3 separate regions of the Gossypium arboreum genome follow, and regions 1 and 3 are each linked to region 2. The links are chromatin contacts, called in public Hi-C maps. All regions are on one chromosome and are shown on one strand. Each heading gives the region's core, a stretch centred on a gene start, on an enhancer-like site or on the middle of the called end of the contact. The rest is flanking DNA. Distances are from core to core; before and after follow the strand shown. Region 1 holds the start of LOC108457615. Region 2 holds the start of LOC108460841 (protein trichome birefringence-like). Region 3 holds the start of LOC108460714.

The links. Hi-C and Micro-C count contacts between places; a contact is called where the count stands out from the background.
Region 1: a Hi-C map of leaf shows a contact between it and region 2, with 6 times the contacts expected there. The contact joins the promoter of LOC108457615 here to the promoter of LOC108460841 in region 2.
Region 3: a Hi-C map of leaf shows a contact between it and region 2, with 3 times the contacts expected there. The contact joins the promoter of LOC108460714 here to the promoter of LOC108460841 in region 2.

The regions. Positions count from the first base shown.
Region 1 is chr4:59,823,675-59,828,118 of ASM2569848v2, reverse strand. LOC108457615 reads left to right here and starts at 3,157. Exons shown (of 3, transcript XM_017756655.2): 1 at 3,157-4,375. The coding sequence starts at 3,482.
Region 2 is chr4:58,858,638-58,863,175 of ASM2569848v2, reverse strand. LOC108460841 (protein trichome birefringence-like) reads left to right here and starts at 2,129. Exons shown (of 5, transcript XM_017760518.2): 1 at 2,129-3,395; 2 at 3,685-3,877; 3 at 3,984-4,177; 4 at 4,283-4,441. The coding sequence starts at 2,344.
Region 3 is chr4:59,601,584-59,606,402 of ASM2569848v2, reverse strand. LOC108460714 reads left to right here and starts at 1,471. Exons shown (of 3, transcript XM_017760319.2): 1 at 1,471-2,603; 2 at 2,700-2,779; 3 at 2,880-3,226. The coding sequence starts at 1,713. The coding sequence ends at 2,973.

The DNA of each region.
Region 1 (4,444 bases), core at 1,908-4,407, 960 kb before region 2:
CTAGCGACGGAGATGGGTTAAAGGTGTTACAGCTAGTGGCATCACGACAACGAGTTTTTTGAATTTGCGACGTGACTCACTAACAGATAATGTCGTGACATGAAAACCATAAAGTCAGGATGTCAACTCGAAGATTTTGTAAACTTTTCAATTAAGTCCTTAAGTGATTTCAAGTTAACAAAAGAACTTTCGTAATCTCGTATAAGACCTGGAAACAATTTTATATCATATTGGAAAGTGTATTGTGCTAATTAGCATGCTGGAATAATTGAATTGTTTTGAAGTTTGTTGTAGTTGCTTCGGCAATGAATGTGGCATCCCGTAGCTTGGACTCGGCGGTCAGGTCGGGCAAGGGGTATTACACGTCTTTTTTATTCCATGCGCAGGTTTAGATGGATCTCGAAGTTTCGAAAGGTGATTTCAGCATGCAATCTATGGCCTTCAACTTAACAATGTTTGTATAGTCCTTTTTTCATTTTGGCATATGGTGCTTTGATAATTTTGAAGTCCAAGTTGGCAATATGGTTTGAGTCATGTATATAAATTTTTTAAGGTTCTTATATGAAAATAACATAGGAGTGAAAGATGACTTAAATGGTTGAACTTGTGGTAATTGTCAATTATATTTGTTAGCTCGATCGATCAAACCAAAATTTCCAAGAGGACGTGAATTGGCCTTTAAAAAAATTGGTGGAAGTAAAGAAAAAGTATGAAATAATGAACGCAAAGATTTAGAGTGTTTCGACCTCAATTGCCTACTCCACTACCTTAGCTTTCCACAACTAATGATTTTTCCAAATTCACTAATTTATTCAACCTTTGAGGATAAGGTTTAACCTTATATCTCTCTTAAAATTTCTACCCAAATCTTAAGACAAACCCTCTCAAAGAATTACAAAAAAAAAAAACTAAGAAATAATCCTTACAAGATCAGAATGTTTGTCAATAAAGCACAAATAAACAAGAAAAAAAAACTAAGAAATAATCCTTACAAGATCAGAATGTTTGTCAATAAAGCACAAATAAACAAGAATACACTTGAGTTAAAGAATAACAATAAAAGCTCACAAGTGTATACAAGAAAAGTATGAAAGAATTGAACACTAAGGTTGAAATGATTGATCTTTAGGCTTGATTATATTTCTTATAGTTGTAGGACCATCAGAAGTTGGTATTTATACCTTCTAATTCATTTCCAATTGTTGTGGTTGTTGGGAGAATAAATAAAGTCATTGGGATGGAAATACCGGACCATTAAATTCACCTGCAACAAAAAGTATCAATACTTTTTGTACGAGTATCAATACTAGAGACATTTAATGTCTGATTTAGTGACCGTTAAAATTAGTTTCCAACTATACCAAAGATGATTTATCAATACCTGGTAAAAGGTATCGATATAATTTTATGGGTATCGATACTTTTTGACATTATTGAATAGATCATGAAAAATAGAATTCAAAATTGGTATCGATGTAAATTTTTTGTATCGATAAAATTTAATAAGCATTGATATAATTTTCAAGGTATCGATACTTATTATTCGTGTTCAATTTTTTTGATTCAAAACAGAAAGTAGATTTGATATCAATAAAAAGATGAAGTATCGATACATTTTGAAAAACATCGATACTTCTTGTAGGGAGTAGTTTTTCAATTAATTTGAAATGGTTTTGATTAAGTTCAAGAGTTTAAATTTATTTTCAGAACTTTGTCAAATATATTCTATTAAAGCATTTTCTAGGATGTTTGAAAGTTTTGAAATATTATTCATATTTTGAATTCTTTGTCAAAAAAAAATTTATAGTTTAGACCTAATTCAACCTTTGGTTAGCAAAAGAGCTTTCGTAAGCTCATATAAAATCCGAAAATGATTGTATAATATATTTTAAATAAGTAATATAAATATTAGTATGTTTCATGTTGTATTAAATTGTATTTAATTATAGTTATTTCGATAACTAATGTGACATCTTGTAAGTGGAACCTAATGATTAGATTGAGTATTAAATATTACAAATTAAGCTTAAAGGAAGATTTCTTAGTTTTAGTAAGAAAGTAAGGCGGGTAATTAAATTTTTGGATGAATTTAAAGAAAATATAAAAAAATGAAAAGAGAATAAGATGAGAAAATTGAATAGGGGAGTAAGCTTCTTTTTTATTCAACCCAAATTAACTAAGTCAAATGTCAAAGTCCTTCCTTTTTTAAAAATGTGTGGCCCACATTTATTCTTCAAGTAATATTTCATTTAATGGCTCCAAATTGTTCTAATGATTTAATATCTCACAATTATATTATATAAAATGACCAAGATGTTTTTTATGTGGTACAATTCTACTTTAACCTTTTTTATCTTTTGTCTTATCACTTTTTTATTTTATTCGAGGTACTTAAAACTTTTAAATGTCCATAATTAATAATATGTACATAAATTTTGCATTTACGAACATTCTTGACAAAATAAAAATTTTATTGAGTAATTTACACTTTAAGTCCTTAATTTTTTATTCAATTCAATTCAAAAATTATTGAGTAATTTACACTTTAAATCTTTATACTTTTTAAATTTTAAACTTTATTCCCTAATGTGACTTCCATTATATAATATTCATTCCAAGTCATCCTCAGGTCCAACAATCATTACCTACTTCTAATTCTTCAATTCGACTTCAATATTTTTGAATCTATAAGTTGGCCACTTTATACCAAAAATCTATCTGTCACATTCTCTCAAAATAGCTTTTGTACAAGTCAAACCGTTTCTTTACCATTTCATTTATTACACTTACTTTTAAGTTTTCTACAAAATTTCGCTGTATCGGATCTTCGGAACCATATTGTTTACTATATTGAAAATGTGAGGAGTTTCAGTATAAAAAACCATTATCAATTTCTCATGCCATTAATCTACTTTCTTGCTATGTACCAAAAGAAAATATAAGAATGATAACCGGTCTAATATTTAATTGTTGTAACATTTAAATTCAATTTTGCATGATTGTTTTAAATATGATTATATTATAATTTGTATCAGATTACATGTATTAAACTCAAATATTATTATTTGGATACCTATCTAAATTAAATAAATTATCAATTAGATACTTTAATAACAAGTAAAGGGCAACTGATTTATTTAAATTCAACTACTAATTATTAATTACATCTCCTCGTTCCTGCTAAACGTCCGTCTGAGACTTTTTTTTTTCCCTTTCTCCAAGTAATAGTGAGCCTTTCTGTTTGTACCAAGCTCTGTGCAACATCGACAACAAAACCCAAAGTTCCTCGTAGTGAAGTCTCTAGATCCTTCCAAAGATAATTAGTTTTATATATCCATCCCATATTTCTGGATTCTTCCACCTCCCGCCCGAACCCTCCAGAGCAGCCCCTCCCACCCAATTGCTTCTTTTAAGCTTTCTCTTCCATTATCCTCATATCTCTCTCAATCCCTAAGACACCCTCGTCTTGATTTTTCCATCAATGGCCAAGTACGGCGAAGGCGGCAAGCGATGGATCGTGGAGGAAAGACCTGACGGTGCTAATGTCCACAACTGGCACTGGGCTGAAACCGATTGCCTCCCTTGGTCTAAAACGTTCTTCACCAAATCGCTTTCCGATCTCACCATCCTTGATTGCCAAGGTATTCTCAGCATCAAGACCAAGAAGGTCGAAAAGGTCGATGGCGAAGCCTATGTTAATGTTCGCAAGGGTAAAATCATTCCCGGATATGAAATCAGTTTGAGTTTATCCTGGGAAGGCGAAGCCAAAGATGGGGAAGGGAAGACGCTGTTGAAAGCTGAAGGTAATCTCGAGATTCCGTACATTTCGGATGAGAATGCTGGCGAGGATCCGGAAGTTAAGGTGACGACTAAAGACGAAGGACCCATTGGTAAAGCCTTGAAGGAAGCGATGCTGGCCAATGGGAAGCCTTTGGTTTTGGAGAAAGTGAGTGATTTTGTAAAAGCTATGGCGAAAGGTGGTCCCGTTAAAGATGAATTGGAAGCCAAGAAATCGGCTCCGAAAAATACAACTACTACTACTAGTAATAGTAACTCAGCTGCGATGTCTAAGGAGAAAGTTGGGGTGGAGAAGGAAGCCAAAAAAGAAGTGAAGAAGGAAGGGAAGAAAGGGTTTAAGACGATTACAATGTCGGAGAAATTTAATTGTAGAGCTAAGGATATGTACGAGATTTTGATGGATGAGAATAGATGGAAAGGGTTTAGTCAGAGTAATGCTAGGATAAGTAAAGAAGTCGGTGGCCAATTTAGTATTTTCGATGGATCGGTTACTGGAATTAACTTGGAGTTGGAAGAAGGGAAATTGATTGCTCAGAGATGGAGATTTGGGAGTTGGTCCGACGGGATTGATTCTACAGTAAGTTTAATGGATTCCGCTTTTGCCTGTTCTCCAGGTTTTTGGGAATGCAGTGTGGTCGGATGATGG
Region 2 (4,538 bases), core at 880-3,379:
TTTTTATATTGATAGTGTAATTTTATAATCTTTCTATTTTTAAATAATTTTGTAATTTTTTATAAAATTTTCATACTTTAAATATTTTTCAAAGTTTTTCTAATGTTATGATGTCATCGTATGGCACATGATAACATATGATTAATTAGATATCTTAGCATATAGTTTTAACATCTAAAAACTAAATTGATCGGGAATGTCTAAAACGATCAAGACTAAAGTGAATAAAAAATTTTAAAAACTAAAGTGAGAAAAGTTATACATTTTAAGGTATAAAGTGTGCACTAAGCCATAAATCTATAAGAGAATCCAGACATTATATATGTGCATGAAAAGATCCATTAGTTTGAATTTTGATATCTATATTTATACATATGTAATTTGTTTGACCAAGTTGATCACTTCAATTTCTTTTTAATAAAGGATTGAATGAATTAATATAATGACATTTTCTATCTTATTATTTTTATATAAAACGTTTAAATAAAAGAACTAAAAAGACAATAGCTAAATTATTAATTAGTTTTTTCTATAAATATAAATTCAATATTAAAATTTTCTTTCACCCGTGATAAAATCTCTCGGGGATAATCTTACTCTTAGATTGATCCCTCTTTATCTTCTTGAAGATGAACCTCTGCCATTACTCGACACTGATCTCCTTCGCCATATACTATCAAGAAAAAAAATTAGTGGATTTAGGGTTTAGGTTTTCACATTGAGGTGTAAATTTGATTGGTATTTTGTTTGAAATTCTTTTGGGGTTCCGATATTCTTCTAAAAATTTATCTGTATCCTTTTATTTTCTCATACGTTCCTTTTTATAGAAATTTGTTAGTTTTAGATCATCCATAACTCTTCTTTCTTCCTGTTTAAAATTTGAAAATTGCTCCATCTTTAGGTTTAAAATTTGAAAAGAAATCTCTTTATCATCTATATTAACTTAATTTATTATTTAGATACTTTTTAATATATTTCTGTATATAATTTATTTAATTTATTTTTAATTTTTAAAAATCATAGTTTACTTATGATAATTTGTTTAAAATTACTTAGATAATTTATTGTTTAGATAATTATTTAGATAAATTTATTAAGAATATATTAATAACTTAGATTATTTAAATCATTTATAGTTTATTTATATATTTTTAGACAATATATTAAATATGTTAATTTTAAATAAATTATTTATGATTGTACAATAAAATAAAATAAAATAAAAATATTAAAATGTTAGTATATTTTAAATAATTAAAATATCTAATTATTGTTTATAATTAAAATTATTAAAATAATTATTAATTATTCATCAAAATTATTAATATATTATATTTAATGCACGTGTAATATTATAAACAATAATATATTAAAATGTTAATTATATTATGTTTAAACCAAATTATTAATAAACATTAAACATCAATATTATATTAGTAATAATTAATAATTTATATTTTTATGATACTAATAAATTATTAATTAAACTCAATCATATTAAATTATTTTATAATTTTTGTATAAATTTAGATAATTTAGGTTTAATATTAAAATTTTTAGTAGTTTGATTTAATACCCGTACAATGCATAATTATAAATAATTAAAATACTTTTAATCTAGACATCCAATTTTTATTACTAATCCAAATTTTATTTTAAGTATTGTAATTTGAAAATAATAAATTTATTAGAAATATATTTTATTTCATATTATATTTGCTTTGTATTAAATATATTTCATTTGTCCAATTTTTATTTATATATTTATCACGTTATTTATAGTACTTTATTTATAGATTTAGCTAAATAAAAATAATATAATTTTATATTAAATTATTTTGGAAGGATAAATTGAGAAGAAATATATAAAATAATTTCTGAAAAAATTTAGTGGATAATGAAAATTAAATAGATTATCTAAAAAGTATAAAAAAGGAAAATGCGTCATTTGTCACAAAATCAACTTGTATACCTTATTATATATATATGATTACTTGATTATGGAATTTTTATTTATTAAAAATAAAAAATTCTACAAAAATAATGGCCGACAAATTAAAAATTTACTCAGAATCGAAAAATGGATTAATGCTAACCTGCACTAATTTTGTAATTAGATTAATCTAGTATTTCATTTCTGTCACTATTGAACTGAAAAATCAACTTAAAATTTAGTTTCTGTTTGTGTCGAATCGTATTCACATTTAAGGATCGTCCCACTTCTCCACTCTCTCTCCCCAAACACTAATTTTTCTCTTCCACTTTCCCATCTCATCTGTTTTTTCTTCCATACCTGAGTTTTGCGAGATAGAAACTCAAAAGAGATCAAGTTTGGTCTCTTCCATGGCGGATATAGCAAAGTACACGCCTATCAATGGAGGAACTACGACTGCAGTCACGGCAGAGTTTAAGAATCTGTTTTCAATCATCAAAACAAGGAGAACAGTTGCTTTCTTCATGTTTGCCTTCGTCGGTTTTACTGTTTTCTTAGCCTTTAGCCCTTCTTCTAACTCTTCTTCTCCTTGGGTCACCAACATCTTTTCATCAACTTCCTCTCCAGCTACTTCATCTGCTGGTTCTTACAGATCTCAATCATTTTCCCTATTCGATTACTTCTTTCCCAACACCTCTTCTTCACGAACTCTTAACATCACTTCTCCTTCTCCATCTCCATCTCCATTTCCATCTTCTTCTAATAGTAACACCAGATCTAATAACACTGCAACTCAAGTAGCCAACAATCCAAGTGAGGACCTACTTTCTGCCAAAAAAACCAACAAAACCCAATCTTTCAACATAAATAAACAACGCCCCAGCTCCGAAAATACAACTTTTAGGTCTCCCTACAGTGGTTTAAACAACACCAAAAGTTCAGTTTTGCATGCAAATCAGACCACAGTTTCTCCTCCTCCTAACTTGAATCAAAATCCTCCAAGTACAAATAACCAGACTGGAAAGAAAGAGAATTCTGATAAAGCTCAAGTTCTGAAATCTAATCAGACAACAACGGTCACAGAGAAGATCCTGGAGGCAGCTAACCGGAGCACCAATTCTCCAGCTAAATCTGAATCTTCCAACAAGTTAAGTTCTGGGAAGGGAGAGAAAATCGTAGGGCAAAAGGGTGTGGTGTCGAACTACTCAGCTTCCCTAACAAACAAACCAAGCAATGGAAGTGATTCAGGGTTGACAGCTAAACAGGAAATTGATAATTTAATCGACTCTTTGATGAACTGCGATTTATTCGATGGAAAATGGGTGAAGGATGATTCATATCCACTTTATAAACCTGGGTCCTGTTCGTTCATTGATGAGCAGTTTAGTTGCGTTGCCAATGGAAGGCCTGATAGAGATTATCAGAAACTGAAATGGAAGCCTAAAGGCTGCACTTTACCAAGGTATTTGATTCTTTTAATGTTGTTTTTAGTGTCTTATCATCCAAGAAATACTTTTAAGCGTGTTTGATCGGTTTGATATTGAGTTGGTTTTTCTTTAATGGAATTTGGTCATGTTTGATCTTTGAATTAGTCATCTAGGGATTTTATTTGATTCTGTTAGTAATCTAAACTGTTGATTGCATTTTCATTTACAGATTGCAATAAAAACTGTTGAATTTTGTTTTCTTTTATTATTAAAATAAGATTAATTACATGAAACTGATCCTTTCTTTTTTTTTTCCCCTTGAAGATTGAATGGTGGTCACATGTTGGAGTTATTGAGGGGTAAGAGGCTTGTTTTTGTCGGGGATTCTTTAAATAGGAATATGTGGGAATCTCTAGTTTGCATTCTGAGAAATGCTGCAAATAACCCCGAAAATGTTTATGAAGCACATGGAAGACATTATTTTCGAGGGGAAGCTTCGTATTCTTTCATATTCAAAGTAGGTTTTTCATTTGCTTATCTTTGGTACATTAGGTAATGTACTTGAAATTTAATGAAACTTATTTGTTTCCCTTTTTGGGGTTGGCTTGGATGATGATGAACAGGATTTTAGTTTCACTATAGAGTTCTTCGTATCTCCGTTCTTGGTCCGAGAATGGGAAATGCCAGACAAAACTGGAGCAAAGAAGGAGACATTGCGGCTTGATCTTGTTGGAAAATCATCAGATCAATATAAATCGGCAGATATCCTTATCTTCAATACAGGTCATTGGTGGACTCATGAGAAAACTTCCAAAGGGTTGGTTGATTTTATTTCCATGTAACTGTTTACCATATAAGGCTGTTATGGGTGATCTATGGAGTTTAACCATTATTTTTCATATTAAACAATGGCAAACTACAGGAAAGATTATTACCAGGAAGGTAGCCATGTTTATAATGAATTGAATGTTCTCGAGGCCTTTCGGAAAGCTCTGACAACCTGGGCTAGATGGGTTGATGCTAGTGTAAATCCTATGAAGACTATGGTGTTCTTTAGGGGTTATTCTGCATCGCATTTCGGGTAAAGTGAGAGATTTTTTATGTTGTTTTGGTCCCAGTTTGAGAACAGAACAAAGGTGTAGGACAATCAGTTGCTATATTTGCTGCATAATTTTTGT
Region 3 (4,819 bases), core at 222-2,721, 740 kb before region 2:
CCTGTTGGCCGTGTGAGACACACGAGCGTGTGTCCCTTGTTTTTGAGAAAAATTCTTAAGTGTTCAAAAAGTTTACAAAGTTATCGGTTTAGTCCCGAACCACTCCCAATGTATGTTTAGGGCTTCGTAGGCTCGTATTAGGGACACAATGATTGGTTGTAAATAAAATATATATGATTTGATTAATTGTATGTGAAATGTATGTTTGAATATGTTATAAGTCTGGTAATGCTCCGTACTCCTATTCCAGCATTGAATACGGGTGAGGGGTGTTACAAATCACATAATGAAAATTTAATTCTCTTTATAGACAAGAAAAAAAAATTGAATTTTCACAAAAAAAAGAATTTATTTGGAAAAATAGATCTCACTAATTTTCGACAAAGTGACTACATTTAAAGTTTTATGTTGTTTACTTATCCCATAGTCCCTTTTTATAAAGAAAATGCACAAGAGTTCTATTTGAATAAGAGGAGACAAAAATAATACAATTTTAATAGAAAATACAGACTCCCATTAAGACATCACATGGTGAGTGGCACACACACTAGGAATATTCCAATGTGCTACCCACCATAATACAAGTGGGCTTTATTAGGTTTTTCTTATATTAGGTACAACTATATATTTGTTATATAGTCTTTAAAGTAACTTATATAATTTATCCAACTTAATATGAGTTTTATGTTCCCAAAATATTATTTATTTAATCAATTAAAACAAATTTAATTATATCTCTCAATTAAATTATTGGATAAACTATACTCACCGTCACTAAACTATTAGTACATTTACATTTTGATTACTCAACTTTAAAAATCTATAGAATGGTGATTGAACTATTCGAAAGTTTTCATTTAAGTCATTGGGTTGTTAAAATCACTACTGTATGACCTTTTTTATTAGCCCCATATGCACCAATCAAAAGCTTTCCTTCCCCTTCCTTTCTACAATTAAGTTTTTTTTTTTATGAAATAGCTTTGAACGCCACAAACTTGCAAACCAAAATCCAAACAATTTTCTTTTTCGATTTTCGACAATAACTATTAAATCGACTTGGATCTAAGATATGTTATTATACTTGTCGATGGATACTAATCCACATATCGTTCATTGAAACATCGCTTAGAGTTTGTTAACTAAACTTTTTTTTTAATAACTTAATAGTCTAGTGACTTAAAAAAACTTTTAAATTGTTTAATGATTTAAATAAAAATTTTGAAATAATTTAGTGATCACTCTGAAACTCTTTGAAGTTTAATGACCAAAATATAAATTTATTAATAATTTAATAATATTAATGTAATTTAACCAATTTTATTTAAAATGATGATATAATATACAATTTCAACTTTTCATTGGGTGGTAAAGCCAACAAATCCATAATCAAACATATTTAAGTAAATCAATGTTTTATTTTATAAGGGATGTTTTAAAATTACAATATTTGTACCAAACATGCCATAAGCTTTGCACAACATCAGCAAAGAAACCCTAAAAGCAGACGAGCTCCTCGTAGTGAAGTCTTCTAGATCCTTCCAAAAATATTAGTTTTATATATCTATCCCACATTCTGGATTCTTCTACCTCCCCGCCCCGAACCCTCCAGAGCGGCCCCTCCCACCCAATTGCTTCTTTTAAGCTCTCCCTTCCATTATTATCCTCACATATCTCTCAATCCCTAATACACCGTCGTCTTGATTTTTTCATCAATGGCCAAGTACGGCGAAGGAGACAAGCGCTGGATCGTGGAGGAAAGACCCGACGGTGCTAACGTCCACAACTGGCACTGGGCTGAAACCGATTGCCTCCCCTGGTCGAAAACGTTCTTCACCAAATCGCTTTCGGATCTCACCATCCTTGACGGCCAAGGTAATCTCCGCATCAAGACCAAGAAGGTCGAAAAGGTCGACGGCGAAGCCTATGTTAATATTCGCAAGGGTAAAGTCATTCCCGGATATGAAATCAGTTTGAGTGTATCCTGGGAAGGCGAAGCCAAAGATGGGGAAGGGAAGACAATGTTGAAAGCTGAAGGTAACCTCGAGATTCCGTACATTTCGGATGAAAATGCTGAAGAGGATCCGGAAGTTAAGGTGACGGTTAAAGACGAAGGACCCGTTGGTAAAGCCTTGAAGGAAGCGATGCTGGCCAAAGGCAAGGCTTTGGTTTTGGAGAAAGTGAGGGATTTTGTTCAAGCTATGGCGAAAGGTGGCCCCGTTAAAGATGAATTGGAAGCCAAGAAATCGGCTCCCAAAACTAATACTACTACTGGTAATAGTAACTCAGCTGCAGTGTCTAAGGAGAAAGTTGGGATGGAGAAGGAAGCCAAAAAGGAAGTGAAGAAGGAAGGGAAGAAAGGGTTCAAGACGATTACAATGACGGAGAAGTTTAATTGTAGAGCTAAGGATATATATGAGATTTTGATGGATGAGAATAGATGGAAAGGGTTTACTCAGAGTAATGCTAGGATAAGTAAAGAAGTCGGTGGTCAATTTAGTATTTTCGATGGATCGGTTACTGGTATTAACTTGGAGTTGCAAGAAGGGAAGTTGATTGCTCAGAGATGGAGATTTGGGAGCTGGCCCGACGGGATTGATTCTACTGTAAGTTTAATGGATTCCACTTTTGCCTGTTCTCCAGGTTTTTGGGAATACAGTGTGGTCGAATGATGGCTTATCTTTAATGGGTTGTTGTTGCAGGTAAGACTTGTTTTCAATGAGCCTGAGCCTGGGGTTACTATAATCAAACTCACGCATTCAGATGTTCCCGAGGAGGACAGGTTGGTTTTTATTTGTTTTATTGCGCAAGATGGCTAATTTCTTACTTTCTGAATTGGGTCATTGATTTTACTTCTGTTTTTGCTTTGATTTGTGATGCAGATATGGGAATGCGACTGTGGTGGAGAACACTGAGAGGGGTTGGAAAGACCTTATTTTCAATAAGATACGAGCAGTATTTGGTTTTGGAATATGATTTATTTTATTCCGAAACGAGGAATAGTCTTTCTTTTTTGGTTTTGAATTGTTGGAACTTTATGAACACTTCTTTCTTTCAGTTTATTGTGAAAAATTTATAAGACTTTGCAAGTCTGATCTTGGTCTACTGGTTCATGGTTTTAAAGTTGAAACTTGGACTGAGTGTCATTGTTGTCTTGTTTGCCGATATCTAATCTATCCCCTTTAATGAGAATGATGAAAATGTTGCCTTGCCAGCAACTTCATTATAAGTCTGTCAGTGCGCATAGTGTCTCCTTGAGGATATATATATACTTTAAGTATATGTTAGTGTTACGATGTTACTTAAGAGTGAATGGTTTAATTCTCTGCTGCTTTAATGTGTTGATCTTGATGATACTGAAAACTAAGCTCAAATTTTATTGTTCTCTTTCTTCTGTTAGAAGCATACAGGCTTCTTTTTTGCATTGGGTCTTAGAATGATCAATCGCTCACGGGCAATGTGAAGTTTGTGGAATGCTTCATTATGTTGTCCATGATTTACAATGAATTTTCTCTGCGTAGTTTGTGATTATTTATTTTCAAGCAAATTAACAATCTAGTTAATGTAGATTTTGGATTGCCCATTGCTTTTGAAGTATTTTTATTGGTTTACATCATATCTGGTGCTTGGACCACGGTTAACTTAGCTACTGATTCTGTAGTTTGTTATTCTTTGAGGATGTAAGTGGAGACATGGTTTTGTTTCTGCAGTCGGAGCGGGCATGATAATCTAGCTACTTGACATATGGCTGTGGCATTGCACTTAATTTGTTTAATCGTTCAAAATGAAGCACTTGTTTCTGTGCCAACAGTGTTGGCCCTGTGAAGGGCAGGAAGCATCTTTGGCCAAGTAATTCAGAGTGTGCGTAGGTACAACAAAACGATCATGAAGTTAGAAGAGGAAATATTCAAATTGTTGTTCCTCAATTTATGGCATATAGTTAGCTTCTGTTTTGGATATGCATCTCATTGGAAATGTCTTATAATAAAAAGAGTTAAAAGAGAGCTTTTTATACAGGGATTAAGATGTGTTTACAGTTCTATAAGGCGCATGAGCCTCAAAGCCTCCAACTAAACACTTTGATTACTCTCTTAGTGCAGAACGTCCAAGATGTAACTAGTGAAAGATAGAACGGTTAGTAGCAGATATTTGTGCCATTGCATGTGTTTTATGTGTAAATAACAGCTCCAAATCCAATGTCTTTTAGGTAGCATGTCAAGGATTCTTAGGCTGGACATGATTAAAGTTCATCTTTCATTCAGAAACTTCAATTCATTCGCTTAGGCTTTTAGCTTTATTAAGAACTGTAACTTTGTATTCTCCTTTTCTATTATGTATTTCTGCATAGCTTGATGAAATCTTTCACCTAGAAAAGTTGACATAGATGTTTAGTGGGTGTCCCAGCTTGGACACTATGAGATTGTGACTTCATCTTTGCTGTTAGAGCTATAGGTGTACTAACATACGTCTTTATTTGTTTCTCCATATTCTTTTAAGATAATAGCTGAGGTAGGTGTGTTCCAGCTTGGACACTATGAGATTGTGACTTCATCGTTGCTGTTAGAGCTATAGGTGTACTAACATGCGTCTTTATTTGTTTCTCCATACTGTTTTAAGATAAAAGCTGAGGTAGGTGGATTCTTTGTTCTTTCCATTGAACCCTTCCAATGCCATTTCTTCATGTAATGTGATGTGTCCGCTGGGTCCGCAATTTTCATGACTTGGACATACAGGACTCTGGTTCTATTCAAATTGAAATAGTGGCCAATGAGGTTCTTTGCTGTGATGCAAGTTAATGACTCGGTTGGTTCACTTAAATTGT